Linked DNA regions of Sus scrofa: region 1 is linked to region 2. A link is a contact called in public HiChIP or PLAC-seq data. All regions are on one chromosome and are shown on one strand. Each heading gives the region's core, a stretch centred on a gene start, on an enhancer-like site or on the middle of the called end of the contact. The rest is flanking DNA. Distances are from core to core; before and after follow the strand shown. Region 1 holds the start of B3GNT3 (N-acetyllactosaminide beta-1,3-N-acetylglucosaminyltransferase 3). Region 2 holds the start of RPL18A (60S ribosomal protein L18a).

Region 1 (3,463 bases), core at 140-2,639, 47 kb before region 2:
AGGCCAGGGACCGAACCCGCAACCTCATGGTTCCTAGTCGGATTTGTTAACCACTGAGCCACGACAGGAACTCCTGTTTCCACTTTTTGATGACTGTGAATGATGCCACTATAAACATAGTGTACAAGGATTTGTTTGAACACCTGTTTGGGGTTCCATTGGTTGGATACTTAGAAGTGGAATTCCTGGGTCATATAATTCTAGTCTGTATTTGAACCCAGGCCTCCCAGCACCAGAATCTGCCTTGAATCTTTTTTTGAAGGAACCCCGGGGGCTAGGTTTGGGGCGGGGGCAGTATATAGGACTCCTATATGGAAGGAGTCAGACCTCAGTTTCCAGTTGCAAGGAGGTCTGGGTATTCCAGCTGCTTCCTCCACTGATGGTCTGCTCCCAGCGGGGCCTCCCCCACTTCCCCCGCACTGGTATTAGGCCTTTCTCTTGTTCCCCTATGGACTGGCCAGAGGACCGAGGTAGGAAGGGGCCCTTCCTGAAATGCAGGAAGAAGGGTAGGGCCACACCCACCAAATCCGGTGTTCGGTACAGGCTCTTACATGGGGCTCCTGAACCCAGGAAACCCGAGGGGCGTCGGGGAGGACCCACAGGATGGGAGGGGAACTTCAGCCCAGCAGGCAACGGGCTCCAAAGTTCAAGCATTTGTCCCCACAAGAAAGTGAGCACGCCAGCGCCTCTGCCCCGATTTGATGCAGACATGTAATGTCGCTGCCTCATGAAAGGCAGTGCAGATTATGCGGTCGCTCTGCACTGCCCTTGCTCCCCAGGTCTGTCCCAGCTAGAGGACCAGGGTCTTAATTCCTTCACTTCACAGACGAGGAAACTGAGGCACAGCCAAGAGCTGCCCCTTTTCCTCCTCCGGACGACGGAGGAGGATACAGGCGACGGTTCAATTCATCTGTGGACCTGGATCTTACCTCACCCCAGAACTCCCAACTCTAACCGTGCCAAGGCTAGAAACTTCTGGAGACAGATGCGGCACCGGCAGAGTTCCATCTTCAGCAACCCCAAACCCAAGAATCTTCCAATCTGACTTGCACCTTTCCGAATGCCAGCCCATGGCACCCCGATATCTGGGGGCTCAGGACAGGTTTTCAGGTTCTGGAATATTCTAACCCACTCAAGAGTCACTGGCTTCAGCCCCCCTTTCAATCATTTCTTCATGGAAGACACACGTTGGACCAACCCTGCGTGGGGCTCTGTGCCAGGGATAGGAAGGCGCTGCTTGCACATCTCCACCCGCGGGGGGCTCACTCCCTAGCTGTGGGCGGGACCCAAGTGGGGTCCTGAACCCGGACAGGAGCCGGGGAGGGTAGAAGCGGCCAGAGTGGCGCGGTTTGGCCGGTAGAGGGGAAGGGGCGGGGTCGGGCAGGGAAGGAGGGAGGGGCCAGAGGGACAACTTCGACTGGTGAAACTCGGCTCAGCGGGGAGTGGGGGGCTCCGCGGGAGGCAGGAAGGAAGGAGCGAAGCCGGGAAGGGCGGGTGCTCGCGCTCAGGTGGAACTTTTCCTCCTGCTTGCAAGCCGAGTGGAGCTGGGATACGGAGTCGGAGGTTGGACGGTTGTCTGGAGGTGAGTATTGGGGGCCCCGGAGGACCTGCGGAACCCTGTTGCCGGGCGGAGTCGGGGCTCTTGGGAAGTCTCGGCCAGTCCCCGGGGTCGGGTATCTGCTGCAACGTGTACCCTGAAGAGGCAGGGAGATTCTGGAGTCCGAGTCTCAGTAACCCCGTTGCCCTCAGCCATGGTAGTAGTCACCAGCGTCCCAAGGTCGACTCAGTTCTGACCGGGAAGGGAAGCCTCTTTCATGCCTGGCGAGTGGGGAGACACCGAGGCCATGTGGGGCTGTGGCATCCCTGATCCCGGGCTCTGTCCCGTCGCAGCTGTGGACACGATGAAGCAAGCCTGGACCCTGGTCTCCCGCCCTCCTCCTGGGATAGGATGGGATCCCAATCGAGGAGTGGAGGGCGCTTTGTACATGCTGCCCTTTATTATTACTGCTGTTGTCGCTATTGTTGAGATTGTTAACCTGCTGATTAGGAGGGTCTGGGCAGGACTGGCACCCAGGTTCCCAGGTTCGGTTTATTTTATTTTATTTTAGGTGTTTTTAGGAATGCACCCACAGCATATGGAGGCTCCCAGGCTAGGGGTCAAATCGGAGCTGTACATCACAGCTCACGGCAACTCGGGATCCTTAACCCATTGAGCAAGACCAGGGATTGAACCTGCATCCTCATGGTTATTAGTCAGATTCGTTTCTGCTGAGCCATGACAGGAACTTCCCCAGGTTGGGTTTATTATTGTTTCTTTTTTCTTTTTTTCTTTTTTTAGGGCCACACCTGAAGCATATGGAGGTTCCTAGACTAGGGGTCAAATCTGAACTACAGCTGACAGCCTGCATCACAGCCACAGCAACGTGGGATCCGAGCCCAGTCTGTGACCTACACCACAGCTCACGGCAACTCGGGATCCTTAACCCATTGAGCAAGGCTAGGGATCAAACCCCCATCCTCATGGGTACTAGTCAGATTCATTTCTGCTGTGCCACAAGGGGAACTCCTATTGTTTCTTGAGGGAACCACCACTGACCCCCCAGCCCTGCCAGGCGCTAGACCAAATTCCAACCTGGGTACCCCAGCTCACCAGTACCTCTGGAATTCAAGTCCTTGTTCAGCCAATGCCTGGCTGTGTGCTTGCTTTTGGTTGCTCCTGGTTTCTGAATGCACCTCTCTTTCTCCTCTGGGAGTTGGCATGACCTTCTGGCTTCCAGGAGGATGTCCGAGGTGTTAGCCAGCAGAAGCTTTTTTGATGGGGGGGCGCTTCTGGCTCATGGAGCAAGTAACTGTAGGTTTCTGAGCCTTGATTTCACAATGTGTCAAGTGGGGCTCATGGTACAGAAATGCAGTGAAAGTGAAAATAGTAAGTGCTATGGCCACTCAGTAGGACCTATGGTACATCAGCCATCACTGTAAATATATTAATAATGATGATAATATTTTATTAATGTTAATTATTATTATTAATAATAATACCTTCTTTCCCTCTGAATCAGATTTTTTTTTTATGGCAACTTTTCAGATGGGGAAACTGAAGACCTGGCTCCCTATCACTGTCCCCCACCTCTCCCCTCCCCACCCCCTGAGACCAGGGCCTCCCTGTTACCCAGATCTGGGATTCAGGGCCAGGGGGTGGGGGTGGGAGGGGCATTCACTGGATTTGAGGCTGCCCCTGGGGCCACCACTTTCTTGCCCTGCCCTGTGCATTCCCAAGGTAGCCACCACACCAGGGCTGGTGAGTCCAGAGGAAGAGGTGTGGTCTCTGTGTCAGGCTACCTCTTAGCTATCTAGGTGAGCCCTTGTGTTTGCCCAGCCCAGCCCAGACCCCTCCCTGTCTCTCTCCCTCACCCCCAGGGTGAAGAGATTGATTCCTGCCACGTACTGTGGGTGTGGGGAAGCC
Region 2 (3,421 bases), core at 382-2,881:
GACACCAACATCAAATGCTATCACTTACATGTGGAATCTAAAAAAAGTTCACAATGAACTTCTTTGCAGAACAGACACTGACTCACAGACTTTGAAAACTTATGGTTTCCAAATGAGACAGGTTGGGGGGTGGGGGGATGCACTGAGGGTTTGGGATGGAAATGCTATAAAATTTGGTTGTGATGATGTTGTACAACTATAAATGTAATAAATTCATTGAGTGATTTAAAAAAAAAAAAAAGGAACTCTTTGCAAACAACAAGTTTTAAAAAAAAGGAGACATCATGGATCAGTGGAAACAAATCTGACTAGCATCCATGAGGACGCTGGTTTGTTCCCTGGCCTCGAGCATGGGTTAAGGATTCAGCATTGCCATGAGCAGTGGTATAAGTCACAGACACAGCTCTGATCTGACATTGCTGTGGCTGTGGTGTAGGCCAGCAGCTACAGCTCCGATTGGACCCCTAGCCTGGGAATCTCCATATGCTACAGGTGTGGCTCTAAAAAAAAAAGAAGAAGAAGAAGAAGAAGAGAATGTTGGGTAAAAACTATGTTCCAGGTGTTCCCATAGTGGCGCAGTGGAAACAAATCTGACTAGGAACCATGAAGTTGTGGGTTTGATCCCTGGCGTTGCTCAGTGGGGTAAGGATCCGGTATTGCCGTGAGCTGTGGTGTAGGTCACAGATGTGGCTCAGATCTGGCATTGCTGTGGCTGTAGCTCCAATGAGACCCCTAGCCTGGGAACCTCCATATGCTGGGAGTGTGGCCCTTTTAAAAAGACCAAAAAACCAACAACAACTATGTTCCAAATTAATGGCGGGAGGATAGATAGTATGAATGAGATTTTAACACACCCAGATTATAAACCGGAGACAGGGGATAGATGAAAACCCCAGACTCTGGGTTCAAATTCCAGCCCCACCGTATCCCAGCTTTGTGACCCCAGCAATGCTCCCACTTTCTCAGCTGTGGAATGTGCTGGCTCCCAGCTGATTGGGTGAGGGGGTTTGCAGAGCCCAGCCAAGGCTGTCAACACATTTAATCCACACTAAGTGGCACAAATCCTTGGTAACATGTCCTGCAAGCACTTGACAAATGCCAGCTCAACCAGATAGGAGGGTCCCTTAGCACAGTGATTTGGCGCTCATCGTCAGGGAAGGAGGGCATGGCGAAGAGAGAACTTTCCACCAGCGACACTCCAGTGTCACCAGCTCCCAGACCAGCAATTGGAACACGCCCAGGCCCAGGAGCTCTGGGGCCCCTGTCACTCCCCACAGAAGTAACCACAGTCTTATTTCTAACAGTCGCCCTGCTCTTGCCTGACTTTGCAACCTTATCTAAATGGAATTACACACCACATATTTTGTTTAAAACAAATCTTAAAGAAACAAGATTGCTTAAATAGCGAAAGTTAAAAAAAAAAAGAGGAAGAAAGTCAGAGGTGGTGTTTGGGGCCCAGAAAAATGCCCCTGTTTTAACACCAAAAGTCCCACATGCTGGGACATCTGGTTAGTCACCCAGTGCTCCGGCTTGGGGCCTGGCAACTTGGGGGCTGGGAACAGCTTCCCCAGTACTGAGCGCATGCGCAAAGATTCTTTCAGGTCTGGGGAGCTGGGACTTCACTGAGGACAAATTAAGGCACAGAGAGGGGAGCACTTTGCCGGAGCCAGCAGTCCCAGCGCACATCTGGCAGCTTTCCTCAGAGGCCTGGAAGGCAAACTTGGCATTGTCTGTAGCCACCACACGGATTCCCTGGACCCCCACCCGCCACCCCCAGCCAGAGCCCTGTGGCGGCACCGTTTCTAACCTGTCTTACCTGGAGGTGGGTGACCCTGGGGCAGCCACAGGCGGGCAGAGCCGCCACCGTGGGGCAGCAACAAGAGGAGGAAAGTCCCACTCGCTCCTTCCTGTGTGGGCCCCTCGGCTTCCTGAGCCGCTGTCACTTACCGAAAGTCATGGCCATGTGGGGGACGGTGGCAGGGAGGGGCAGAAAGTTCCGGAAGCCTCTGTAGACGCAGTCCTGCTCAGACAGGCTGCTGGAGCCCCCAGACCTAAGGGAAAGGGTGATGGCACAGAGAAGAGCCCAGGTCTTACCAGGGGTGGGGGCACATCCTGACTTCTAGGGCCTCAGTTTACCCATCTGTGGCATATGTGGGTTGGTCACCCAGAGGAACTAATTTTGCACCCAGGGAAAGGAATGAAGCTGGATCTGCGCAGGACCTACACCACAGCTGTGCCAACACCAGATCCTTTTAACCCACTGCTCCAGGCTGGGGATTGAACCCTTGCGGCCACAAAGGCAACACTGGCTCCTTAACCTGCTGCACCACAGTGAGAATTCCTGATGGATGCTTTTTTACACCCCTTAGGCTCTCATGAGTGGAAGAGGCAGGGGACTGGGACAGTGTCCAGGTCAGACCCAGGCCAGTATTCTTTGCAGGATACACACCCCAGAAAGTAGAGCTTTGGAGATAGATTTTAGAGAACACTTTCCTCTGTATAATCCTGTCACAAGCCCTGGCACGAAAATAGCTTTGGTACAGATTTCATTGATTTCAGTTGCTCACAGACACTTATTAGCCATTTCCTGTGTGCAGGGCATTGGGGACACAGCAGGGGACAGAGTAGATCTGGTCTCTTCCTGGTGGAGCCAACAGTCTAGTAGGGGAGATGACAAGCGATTATCCAATAAGTGTTTCAGTGGCCCTCGGTGCCAGGCTGCTAGGAGAGATTTGGTCTGGGAGGGCTTCCCGGAGAAAGTGACTTTGATACTGAAATCCAAAGACAAGTAGGATTAGCCAGAGAGTGAGCTGGATGTGTGGAGAGTTCTGGCAGAGCAACAGCCCAGGCAAAGCTGGACAAGATCACAGTGTTCCTGAGAAGGGGAGGGTGGCAGGGACACGCTGTGCTGAGACTTGTTTGGAGGCATCAGTGGGGCCTTGAGGGTAGAGGGAAGGGATATGGGTTGTGTCCTCAGCAGAGTGGGAGCCACAGCAAGCTTGCGGCAGGAAGTGCAGCATGGGGGCTTAGCCATAGCATTTTTGTTTCACTTCCTGGATGGCTTCAGCAGAGAGGAATGCAAACACGCACACCCACCCTGGCCCTGAAAGGGAGGCTCCTGCCCTCCAGGAAAAACAGTGAGTTTCTGGGGCCCCGAAACTCCAGTGGGATGGTCACTGTGGAATGTAGGGAATGAGCAGAAGGCAAACAGGGTCAGGACAAAGGTGGCACCGTCAGCCACAGAGAGGGACATGTGATGGCTCCATTAGGAGATTCCAGGAGGTGGAGCCCAGAATGTGCCTCCCAAAAAATCAAAAACTTGAGTGGTGCAAACCTCTCAAAGTTTGTACTAGCAAAAAGCCCACAAACCCTGTCAAAGAATACACAAGAGAAACTGGAAACAATGGTAAACTCATGTCGT

Evidence for each region. HiChIP or PLAC-seq counts read pairs in DNA pulled down with a chosen protein or histone mark.
Region 1: a contact with region 2 is called in an H3K27ac HiChIP or PLAC-seq map of alveolar macrophages. The contact joins the promoter of B3GNT3 here to the promoter of RPL18A in region 2. A contact is called at or near these places in 1 of 5 promoter capture datasets (fetal liver), 21 of 47 Hi-C or Micro-C datasets (alveolar macrophages, blood, embryonic fibroblasts and 10 more) and 2 of 2 datasets of contacts at active chromatin or transcription factors (alveolar macrophages and skeletal muscle).

Annotation. Positions count from the first base shown.
Region 1 is chr2:59,950,787-59,954,249 of Sscrofa11.1, reverse strand. B3GNT3 (N-acetyllactosaminide beta-1,3-N-acetylglucosaminyltransferase 3) reads left to right here and starts at 1,389. Exons shown (of 5, transcript XM_013987485.2): 1 at 1,389-1,582.
Region 2 is chr2:59,904,452-59,907,872 of Sscrofa11.1, reverse strand. It overlaps RPL18A (60S ribosomal protein L18a), which reads left to right and starts at 1,631. Exons shown (of 5, transcript XM_021083534.1): 1 at 1,631-1,822. It overlaps JAK3 (tyrosine-protein kinase JAK3), which reads right to left and starts at 1,972. Exons shown (of 24, transcript XM_005654907.3): 1 at 1,817-1,972.